Regions from separate parts of the Mus musculus genome. Here regions 1 and 3 are each linked to region 2. The links are chromatin contacts, called in public HiChIP or PLAC-seq maps. All regions are on one chromosome and are shown on one strand. Each heading gives the region's core, a stretch centred on a gene start, on an enhancer-like site or on the middle of the called end of the contact. The rest is flanking DNA. Distances are from core to core; before and after follow the strand shown. Region 1 has its middle 23 kb from the start of A830035A12Rik. Region 2 holds the start of Nol11 (nucleolar protein 11). Region 3 holds the start of Helz (helicase with zinc finger domain).

Evidence for each region. HiChIP or PLAC-seq counts read pairs in DNA pulled down with a chosen protein or histone mark.
Region 1: a contact with region 2 is called in an H3K4me3 HiChIP or PLAC-seq map of bone marrow-derived macrophages, with 5 times the contacts expected there. The contact joins the enhancer-like site here to the promoter of Nol11 in region 2. A contact is called at or near these places in 15 of 39 promoter capture datasets (the C10 cell line, cranial neural crest, embryonic stem cells and 8 more), 10 of 484 Hi-C or Micro-C datasets (bone marrow-derived macrophages, embryonic stem cells and stem cell-derived epiblast-like cells), 9 of 115 datasets of contacts at active chromatin or transcription factors (the 230-238 cell line, bone marrow-derived macrophages, embryonic basal ganglia and 4 more) and 4 of 9 other capture datasets (adipose tissue, embryonic stem cells, liver and 1 more).
Region 3: an H3K27ac HiChIP or PLAC-seq map of extraembryonic endoderm stem cells shows a contact between it and region 2, with 4 times the contacts expected there. The contact joins the promoter of Helz here to the promoter of Nol11 in region 2. A contact is called at or near these places in 12 of 39 promoter capture datasets (the 3T3-L1 cell line, the C10 cell line, the HPC-7 cell line and 7 more), 2 of 484 Hi-C or Micro-C datasets (embryonic stem cells and stem cell-derived neural progenitor cells), 11 of 115 datasets of contacts at active chromatin or transcription factors (the 230-238 cell line, acute myeloid leukemia, bone marrow-derived macrophages and 5 more) and 3 of 9 other capture datasets (adipose tissue, liver and macrophages).

What each region holds. Positions count from the first base shown.
Region 1 is chr11:107,509,021-107,512,349 of GRCm38.p6, forward strand. No RefSeq gene overlaps it. Among named protein-coding and RNA genes, the nearest start is that of A830035A12Rik, 23 kb to the right of the region's middle. Within about 2 kb of position 1,606, at least 97 of the 459 cell types and tissues checked have an H3K27ac peak or open chromatin away from gene starts, as enhancers often do. A contact at or near this core is called in adipose tissue, bone marrow-derived macrophages, embryonic stem cells and 1 more, where this site is marked.
Region 2 is chr11:107,187,103-107,190,682 of GRCm38.p6, forward strand. It overlaps Nol11 (nucleolar protein 11), which reads right to left and starts at 2,279. Exons shown (of 18, transcript NM_133702.3): 1 at 2,015-2,279. The coding sequence starts at 2,155. Gm39425 (a long non-coding RNA gene) reads left to right here and starts at 2,225. Exons shown (of 3, transcript XR_880257.3): 1 at 2,225-2,417.
Region 3 is chr11:107,546,167-107,549,400 of GRCm38.p6, forward strand. Helz (helicase with zinc finger domain) reads left to right here and starts at 1,767. Exons shown (of 33, transcript NM_001368755.1): 1 at 1,767-1,815; 2 at 3,180-3,234. Gm39426 (a long non-coding RNA gene) reads right to left here and starts at 1,828. Exons shown (of 3, transcript XR_003949607.1): 1 at 1,755-1,828; 2 at 616-857; 3 at 1-501.

The DNA.
Region 1 (3,329 bases), core at 356-2,855, 320 kb after region 2:
GGGGTTAGGACTGCAAAAAATGTTTCCTAAGGTGATATAACACACATATCTACTCCAGATAGGGAGCCCACAACAGACCACAGTACAGATACCACTGAAGTCCAGCTTGGTGAACCAATACGTTTTATTGGGATTATACACAGGACCAAAAGTGACTTGGACAAATGCATGAGGAAAGCTCACTCCAGCATGCTTACAGCTCACAAAAGCTGGGCACCAGGAGCACACTGCACAGCACAACCTATAGGCAGTTCCACTGGTGAGTGTCCTTTCCAACTGCGGCAGGTCCAGACTTCTTCCAGGCAGCTGGCCTGAGCACACTAATCTTCTTTACAGCTTTGCTCAGGCTGAGTGTGACTCAACTATCACGGCTTACCCTGGCAGGGAGGGACTAGTGAATCTGGTCAGTTTCAGGGACTTCCTGAAACTATTTTTTTGAGTTGTTTACCTGTCTATTTAAAAGAGCTCCCAGGCAAGATGAAATGTTTCAATTCCAAAGGAAACTGTTACACATCATGGGCTCTGTTCTCTCCACTGCTAAAAGCAACTGAAAGCATAGTTTTTAAATTGTCCATCAGATGATGGGGGAGGGGAAGGAGGTCAGGGTGGTACACTCCAGGAAGCAAAAGGATGTCAGGGTAGGGATGGAGCATCTGTTTAGTGCAAGTGATGTGAGGGGTGGGTGGTATGAGTCCCACCAAGCTTCCTGTATCAGTGACCTCCTGTGAGTGAGCTGGATTAGGGGCTCTTTTGGGTGCAGTATGGGGGAGGGAACTACGGGAAGTAACCACCTGCTCCCTCTAGTGGAGCCTACTTCCTCTGCTTGATCAGGATGGAGCCAGCTGGGTCTGGGAAACTGCTCTAGGGCAAATTTACTGGCCCCAGGGATTGAGGCCAGGGGAGTTACTATGGGACATGTGTGTTTGCGAGCTTGACTATATGTGTGTGTGCCCGCCCAGTGAGAGAGAGAGAGAGAGAGAGAGAGAGAGAGAGAGAGAGAGAGAGAGAGAGAGCGCGCGCGAGCGCTCTGGAGCATAAAATATCTGAATTATATAGAGAGGAGCCTCTGGGGGAAGGGCAGCCCAGCCTTGGGCTGCAAATTCAGGATTGGGGGCAGGGTATACCAGGTGGGATTGAGGACTGCTGGGAGGACCTGGAGACCAGGTCGGCTTTGATATGTAAAGTATACACCTCAGTCCCTTGCCTGAAACCAAACAGTGAAGAGCATTGCATACTCTGCTCTTGCAGAGGAGACCCAATCAATGCCTCTGGCTTCCAGGGGTACCAGCACTCACGTGCACGTACCAGCACAAGCACACACATAAATAAAACCAAATAAATCTTAAAAAAATAAAAAGTTAAAAGTTATCCTTGGTTACATAGGGGAATTCGGAGCCAGCCTGGGCTACATGAGACACTACTTCACTCAGTCACTCAAGGCTCTAACTCTAAGGCAGTGGGGAGCCAGGATCCTCCCTGTCCTTCCCTGTTCCCCTTTTGCTGTTGTTCCACCTCAAAATGTCACAGCAGTAGGGCAACATTCTCCTTGTTGGTCAGAGATACCATCTCTTCACTCAGCTAACTCCCAAGTTCCCTTCTGAAGCGGTGGCTCTTTAGTGGTGGCCAATTCCGACCTTCCCTCCGTCAGCTTCAGACTTCCCTAGATCTCCTCCTTGAAGTGGCCAGAACACAATGCTTGCTCCGCCCCCGGGCTCAGGCTGGCCCTCCCAAGCCCCCGGGAGAGCTCACGAGGAAACCCACCCAGGCATGGGGAGTTTCTTGTGGCATTTATGTGAGAAAAGTGCCAAACTTTGAGAGACCTAAGCCTACAGAAATCCTGTAATTTTTCTCTCAGGCCAGTGAGCAGATTGCTGCGGAATCCAGACTCTGCTGTATCGCCCCGAGCTCATCCCTTTCTCAAGATGAGCTCAGTTTTTCCTCTAGAGGAGAAGCCAAAGGTTCCTGAAGGACTGCCTCTGTCTGTCGTCTATGTCATTATTTGCTGCAAGGCTGGTGTTAGGCACGTGGTCCCAGCGTGGCAAAGGAGCCAGCAGGGAGGCTTAAGCAACTCCGAGCAGAGCCCCGCCCAGGCCCTAGGGGGTTGAGACCCAGAGGTCCTTGTGACAAACGCATATCAAAGGCTTTCATCAGGTGAGGGGATGGAGGGCAGGGAGCAGAAGCCAGAGGCTGGCTCTTTGTGCTTTGAACTTTTCTTGGGAAAATAACATCTGCTACTGCGTTTCTTGCTAAACAGGCAAGGTGAGAGGGGAATCAAAGTAGCTTTGAGGAAACTCTGAGGCAGAGAGACACAGTGGGTGGACCTTCCAGAAGCTTCTCCGACCCACAGCCTGCAGGTTGAAACCAACAGATATTTCGGAATCACGTTCTTCATCGGTTTTTATTTCTCCCCCACGGCCCCCACCTTTCCCCAGGCAGGACCGATGCAGGGTGGGGTGATGTCTGCTATTACAGAAGGTGTTTATGGCGATCAGTGAACAGTCCCTGGCACTGGGGAAATTAAAAAATACAGACACAAGAGATGAGTTGGTTTTTTTTTTTTAAGTCCTGTTTTCCCAAATACTGATAATATTATACATTTCCTTCCATTCTTGATCAGTCTGTGCCTTTTAAAAAGTGGGAGGCAGCCGGGCATGGTGGCACCCGCCTTTAATCCCAGCACTCCAGAGGCAGAGGCAGGAGGATTTCTGAGTTCAAGTCCAGCCTGGTCTACAAAGTGAGTTCCAGGACAGCCAGGGCTATACAGAGAAACCCTGTCTCGAACTCCCCCCAAAAAAGAAAAGTGGTAGGGAAGCATAGTGGTGGAGTGCATGCGTAGCCTATACAAGACCCTGAATTCACAGTACTCTTCCCCCCCCCCAAAAAAAAAGGGAAAAATTTTAAAACATTGATTGATTGATGGATTGATTGTGTGTTTTCACCTCAGTGTGTGTGTGTAAGCCAGAGGACAGCATTTGGGAACCTGCTCTCTCCCTCAGTCATAAAGGTTCCAGGAACTAAGGTTTTTGACTTGGCTGCAAAGCCATCTCACAAGACCAAAAAAAGATTTATTTTATTTTAGCATGAGTGGTCTCGCGGCATGTACACCTGTGCACCAGCAGAGGGCACCAGATCCCAGTATAGATGGCTGTGAGCCACCATGTGATTGCTGGTTATCAATTTCTGGAAGAACAGACAGTGCTCTTTTTTTCTTTTCTTTTTTTTTCTTTTTTTTTTTTTTTTTTGGTTTTTCGAGACAGGGTTTCTCTGTGTAGCCCTGGCTGTCCTGCTGGAACTCACTTTGTAGACCAGGCTGACCTCGAACTCGGAAA
Region 2 (3,580 bases), core at 1,029-3,528:
TTATTAGTCTTTCTGTGTAGTCTAGGCTGGCCTCAAAACCAAAATTCTCTTACCTCAAGTTCTAGAGTGGATAGATATTAATTATTTTTAATTACATGTATGTATTTATTTGTGTGCACACACACTTATAAACCCAGAGGCTAGAGGACAGTTTTCAGGAGTCAGTTCCTTTCCTTCTAGCACATGTATCTGGGGAATTGAATCCAGGTCATTAGACTTGGTGACAAGTACCTTTACCAGCTGGGCCATCTCAACAGCCCTCAGAACTTGCACAGATTAAGAGTTCCTTGGAGGTGGATTGTGGTGATGTCTATACAACAATGTACCATTTCACTATTTGCACACTTAGCAGTTGTGATGATCAAGTGTCATCTTTAAATTCTAACTAGGTGTGATGGTTCACACTTGTATCCTTAGCACTGGGAGGCTGAGACAGGATAGGGAATTCTGCATGCCTTTGATCCCAGCACTTGGAAGGTGGAGCCAGAGGCCAGCCTGGTCTATATAGTGAGTTTCAGGACAGGTAGAGATACACAGGGAGAAACTGTTTCAAACAACAACAACAAACAAACAAAAACCCAAAGCCAGACCTGTCTCAAAAACAAAACAAAAATCCTCCAAAACTCTTAACAATATGAAAATTAATACAAGACACTCTGTATGAACAATGATACAATTAAAAATGAATTGATTGGGGGCTGGAGAGATGGCTCAGCAGTTAAGAGCGCCGACTGCTCTTCCAAAGGTCCTGAGTTCAAATCCCAGCAACCACATGGTGGCTCGCAACCATCTGTAACAAAAAATCTGATGCCCTCTTCTGGAGTGTCTGAAAACAGCTACAGTGTGCTTACATATAATAAATAAATAAATATTAAAAAAAAAAAAAGAATTGATTACTTGTGGAACAGAGGTAGAGAAAATCAGGTTGGTGCAAGTCCACCTAACTGTCATCAACTATTGTATTCCTATGCAGAAACTGCCAAATTAGTAGACAGCCCCAAGTTTGAAGGGAAGTTTAAACCAACAGTATAGGGGATTGTTGGCAACCTGTCCCCAAAACAATAAAACACTTGGGTAACTTTTTTTTTCCTGAATAACTTAGTTTTTCGGTTGTTCCTGTTGTTTTTACGTACACTGGTGTTTTGTTTGCTTGTATGTCTGTGTGAGGGTGTTAGATCCCGTTGTTACAGTTGTGAGCTGCAATGTGGGTGCTGGGAATTGAACCCCAGTCCTCCGGAAGAGCAGCCAATACTCTCTCCAGCCCTTGCAGATGGATAACTTTTTTAATGACACAAGAAACTGTTCAGGGGCATTGGTGGTGGTGGCACACGCCTTTAATTCCAATGCATCTCTATGAGTTCGGTTTACAGAGTCAGGACAGCCAGGGCTACACAGAGAAACCCTGTTTCGAAAACCCAAAATACTAACCAAAATGACGACAACAACAACAAACTTCAAAACTCCAGCTTAAAAAACGTGCTTTGTAGATGATTGCTATAACAAGGCTCTACGTATGCTTGTTGAGCCGGGAATCAGGCTGCAAAGCGGGTGAGACTGCGACTTTCACAGTGTGATGCAGAACTGTCCAATCTTTCTAGGACACCAAGAAATCCCTGCCTCTTCCCACCATCCGACTCACCCCGCCCCCGGGACCCCAAGGAGCGGAGGATGTCCTGGAGAACACACATTTTCAACCTGTCAGTGTCATGCAAGCTGCTGGGTGACAGACGTGGTCCCCTCGGCCAGGCTCTGTCCCCGGGGAAAGGGGAGGCACAGGTCCCCAGCTCATCCCATGTGCACCCAGACACCGCCGCACGTCACTCGGAAATACGCCGGTCCTCACTACTGACAAACAACTTCTGAACCTCATGCGGCGTCCCGCCGACTCTGTCGCACCCCGGGTCTCTGTCACGCCCGCTCCCGGCTTTCCTTCCCAAGTGTGAGAAACTCAAGCCTCCCGCCCCCGGCTTCGGACAGAGGCGAGACACCTGCCGGCCAGCCCCACCGTCCTCACCTTGTAAAGGACGACGGTCCTGCCGCTGTCCGTCACTAGGAACTGGTCGGCTTTGTCAGTCTGCTCTACACCTAGGAATCCCTCAGGCCCGGCGCCTAAGACTCCAGTAGACAACGTGAATTCTTCTTCCAGGGTTGCCATTTTGGGTTGGCCTACAGCCCGGGCATGCTTCCCGGCAGCCTTTGTGCTTCCTCTCGCGAGAGCGACCGACACCAAGGAGGAAAATCAGCTCGAGCAGAACTGCGACCCCTGGCGGGCGGAAGAGGAGGAGGCGAACACCGCCCAGTGGGTGGAGTCTAGACCACGTGCGAACGCTCAAGACCCTCGAGGCCACGCCTCCCGGCTAGTAGAGACAGAAATCGCTGAGTCGGCTCCCTTGCCCTCTTGTTTCACCTCTTGGAAGGTGAGAGATAAGTTTAAAAACGGCCTGATATAAAAAAAAACATATTTTAAAAATATGCTAGTGAACTCTAAAAAGTCCTACCACAATATGCCAGAAGGGAAAAATATTAACCTGCAGATGGCAGTTAAGGTTCTGTTTCAAAATGCCTAATCTCGCTTACCCTAACCCTCCAGAGACGGCTAGTTCGTGGGCATTTATTTTAACTATCGTTTTTGGTGCTGGTAGAGAAATCTTTTCCAGATTATCAGAATGTACAACTCTTTTGATTAAAAAAACAACAAAACAAAACAAAAACCCGAAATCTAGCTGGGCGTGGCGGCACATGCCTTTGATCCCAGCACTCTGGAGACTGAGGCAGGGGGATCTCAGTAAATTCGAGATCAATTTGGTCTACATAGAATTCTAGGCCAGCCTTAGCTACACAGAAAGACTGACTATCTTTTTTTTTTTAAGTTTTTATTTATTATTATACATAAGTACACTGTAATTGTCTTCAGATGTGCCTGAAGAAGGTGTCAGGTCTCATTACGATGGTTGTGAACCACCATGTGGTTGCTGGGATTCGAACGCAGGACCTTTGATAGAGCAGTCAGTGCTCTTAGCACTGAGTCATCTCGCCAGCCCCAAGACTGACTGTCTTTAAAGGTTTTTTGTTTTATCTTTTTTTTTTTTTTTTTTGGTTTTATGAAACAGGGTTTCTCTGTATAGCCCTGGCTGTCCTGGAACTCACTCTGTAGACAAGGCTGGCCTTGAAATCAGAAATCTGCCTGCCTCTGCCTCTCAAGTGCACCACCATGCCAGGCTTGTTTTATTTATATGAGTCCACTACAGCTGTCTTCAGAGACACACTAGAAGAGAGTGAATCAAATCCCATTACAGATGGTTGTGAGCCACCATGTGGATGCTGGGAATTGAACTCAGGACCTCTGGAACAGCAGCCAGTGCTCTTAACCTCTGAGCCATCTCTCCAGCCCTAAGACTGTCTTTAAGAACAAACAAAAAAAGAAACTTAGCAGGACTTGCCCAGCCCTTGGCAGGCTGAGGCAGACTGATCGACAGGTTGGCAGCCAGCCTTGGCTCCTGGGAGATGCATTCACAGAATGAAATCAACAGTGCTCTGTGCTCACGTTAGCCATGCTTCCATTAACCTCAGTATGGGTGAA
Region 3 (3,234 bases), core at 517-3,016, 360 kb after region 2:
AAAAGCGGTGACTCAGGGGAGGTTCCTCCCTGGAAAACCTCTTCCTAGTCCGTTGGAATGACTCACCTGCTCCCTCCCTCAAGAGTGACCCCGGGGCCAATCCCTTAATGAGTCCGCACCTCACCCTTCTCTTCAGGCTGAGACAATAGAATGGTGGAGCTTTTGGCTCCCTGCGGGCAGAGGTTGTCAGCAATCACCCAGGTAGCTAAAGACTGCTCTGGTGGGATCCAGAGGTGACTAAAAAAGGTAGATCTAAGACCCTTTGCACCGAAAAGAGTGTGTTTGCGCGATAGTGCCTGTTGCCTCAGGATCTTTGAATTTACAGAACCATTTAACAGCAAGCTTTGGTATATTGGAGATTTATTTATTACTGGGGATTAAACCCTCGCTAAAGCTAAACAACAGGATCTACCCGGAAGTCTCGGAGCATTTTCTTTTGGACACAAATCTTGCTCCGGGGAGGCGAGCATCTAGAGGTCCTCAAACTCAGCAGTGCTGACACTGGAGGAAGAGAATGTATAGGGTGGGGGTGGGGAGTTAATGAACAGACCTACATTTCTGGCAGGACTAGGGCTGCAAGGAGCTGGTACTTCATGGAGCAAAAGGGGTGGTCACCTGAGCTAGGTGTTGCTCGCCTGAAGCAACGCGGGAGGGGCGGGGAAAGCGCTGGGCTTGTCTTGCAACCAGAAAGCAGATGCCCGCGGGATGCTCGCAAAGGTCTGTTGCCGGCGCACGGTCGCCTCCTACTTCCTGCGTCCTGGTCGCCTCCAAGCCACTCTGGACATCCCCCTCCTCTCTCTGCCCAGAGCCAGCGTGGCGCCCGCCCTCTACCTTGTCCCGCCGCCTGGGGTCGCCGCCTTGTGGGAACAGGACAGTTGAAACGCGGTAGGCACTACCCCCCAACCCACCCGGGGGACCCCCTCCCGGCCCAGGCGCGCATCCACGCCCCACCCGGACTCTGCAGCCGGGTTCTCTTGAGTTACCTGCATGGGGAAGTCACAGTCCACAATTTGGACTCTAACCCGGCTGAATTCTAAAGCCACATTCCTAGGGGAGGGGGTCCTCCGACCTAGAGGGTCGCAGATCACATTACCGGCCAAGAGGAGGGGACCGCGCGAGTAAACTGGGGTAAAAGTTGCATTTAGCTTAACCTTCCCAGATCCCAATTGCAGCTTTGCGGGCGGATTGACTCGGCGTTTCACCGAGTTCCTGGGATCCTAGGGCCCCAGAGTGGCTTCTTAGGATACCGACACTGTCCCCGCGCGCGAGTGCGACATGCCTGGCGGATGCCCCGGGGCGGGAAGCGCGAGCGGTAGCAAGGACCTGGAGCTGGGGGAACCGCTCGCAGGCGTGCGCATTCATGCGCTCATGCATCCCTGCATACATCTATGCATCCGCTAGCCGGCTCACACACCACCCGCGTCCGGGACACGCCGTGTTGATTGAATGCAGGAGTAGGGTATCTGGCTACTAGGGCAGGATCGCGGCGGGGCAGACAGCAGCTCGCGTAAGGAATGGGGGAGATAGGGACGGGGGTGGGGGGAAGAGAGAGCACCCCAAAGGCACAGTTGGAAAACTGGGTGTGTGAGTAGGGGTGTTCCTTGAGAAGTCTCGCAGGCGCTGAAGGGGGCCGGGCGGGCCTCTGGGGCCAACTTTCCGGAGGGAGGTGCAGCCGGAGGGGGCGGCGCCGGCGGCGGGAGGCGGGAGTCGGGGGCCGAGGGGGGGGGGGAGTCACTTTAAAGGCTCTTTCTTACCCATAATGCTTTGTGGGGACGTTGACAAGTGGATCCAAGATGGCGTAGAAAGTAATGACAGGTAAGTCCTGACTTCCCCGTTCTCCGCTGCCCGGGTCGCTTCAGGAGCCTCCAGAGCCATCCGGGGAGAGGCCCGGACTCTCCTCGGGTGCTCCGGGTCCGGGACAGCGCGGCCCCGGGGACAGCGGGGGATCCCGCCGGCCGCCGGCAGGGCCTGGGGAGCGGGGCTCTCTCAGAGGCGAGGCCCGGACGCTGGAGCTGTTTACTGTTTCTTCCCCTCCTCAATCTCCTTTTCCCTCCGCTGGGGGGCTGAGGTGCCAGGGACCCAGGCGGTGGCCCGAGGGTCCTTGCACACGCCCGAGGTTCGGGGGGACCCGGGAGCCCGCGCGAGGCTGCTCCGGCACGGGCCGACCCTGGGGTCCCCGCACGCCCCGCGCCCCAGGGTCGCGGCTTAGGGTGGGGAGCGGGCGGCCTCCCACGCCGCGCGCGGTGCAGCCCTCCGGGTTAGCATTTCCACCCAGGGTGGGGCGGCGACCCCAGGGCAGGGGACAGCACGAAAGTGGGTCAGGGGGCGCCCCTCCCCAGCAGAGGGCTCTGCTCAAGATTCACTGTGGTCCCCCTCTCCCCGCCCCCCTCCTGGGACATGCGTGGCCCGTGAGCACATCTACAAAAACAAATGCACAGTCTCTTCCTGGAGGTGTCTCCAAAGGCCCCTTTCTTTCCTTCTCTCTCTTTACCCTCAAGGGCTCGGACACATAGTCCTAAGTAGGAACTGTGATTTCTCTCCCCAAAATGAGTTGAGTCTTCTGCCCCCTGGCCTTTGCTGAGGGTCCTCACAGACAGGGCTGGAAGCCAGAGCCTTCAGATTCCTTTTGGGTTGGGAACCTTGTTTTTTTTTTTTTTTTTTTTTTTTTTTGTTGAGCTCCGAAATTGGCATCCTTTCTCCCTTGCAAAGTTACACTTTTTAGACAAGCCATTAGGATAATCAGAAGTGTAACTTCAGAGATAGTGGATGCCGGGAGCAGCCGGGGGAAGAGGGAGACGTTATCTGGCCTAGTTTGTTCTTGATTTTGCTCTCTTCACTCATATGAATAGCTTTTTTCCCCCCCTCCTTGATTTTTTTCTCCCTTCTTTTATTTTTGAAAGTAAGACTAATCAGTGTAGAATAGATGAGTTTATTATGTTTAAGGTTGAAGACTATTTTCTAATCTGTTGCTGAAAGAAAATATTTTCAATTTTAGGTAAAAGAAGCAAATTTTTTTCCCCTCCAAAGCTTCATCCTGTATCTTTTTTTTTTTTTTTTTTAAATAACTTTTTCCACTTGAAGTGTATCCATATTCTTTTACTAAAGGACTATAAAATGCTTGTAACTGGTAACAGCTCCAACTGGTGTTGCATACCATCTTCTTTTTCTGTTTGCTCCAGGAACTGGATGAAGTAATTGATCACTAATGAACTACAGAGCCGGTGAGATGTGCAA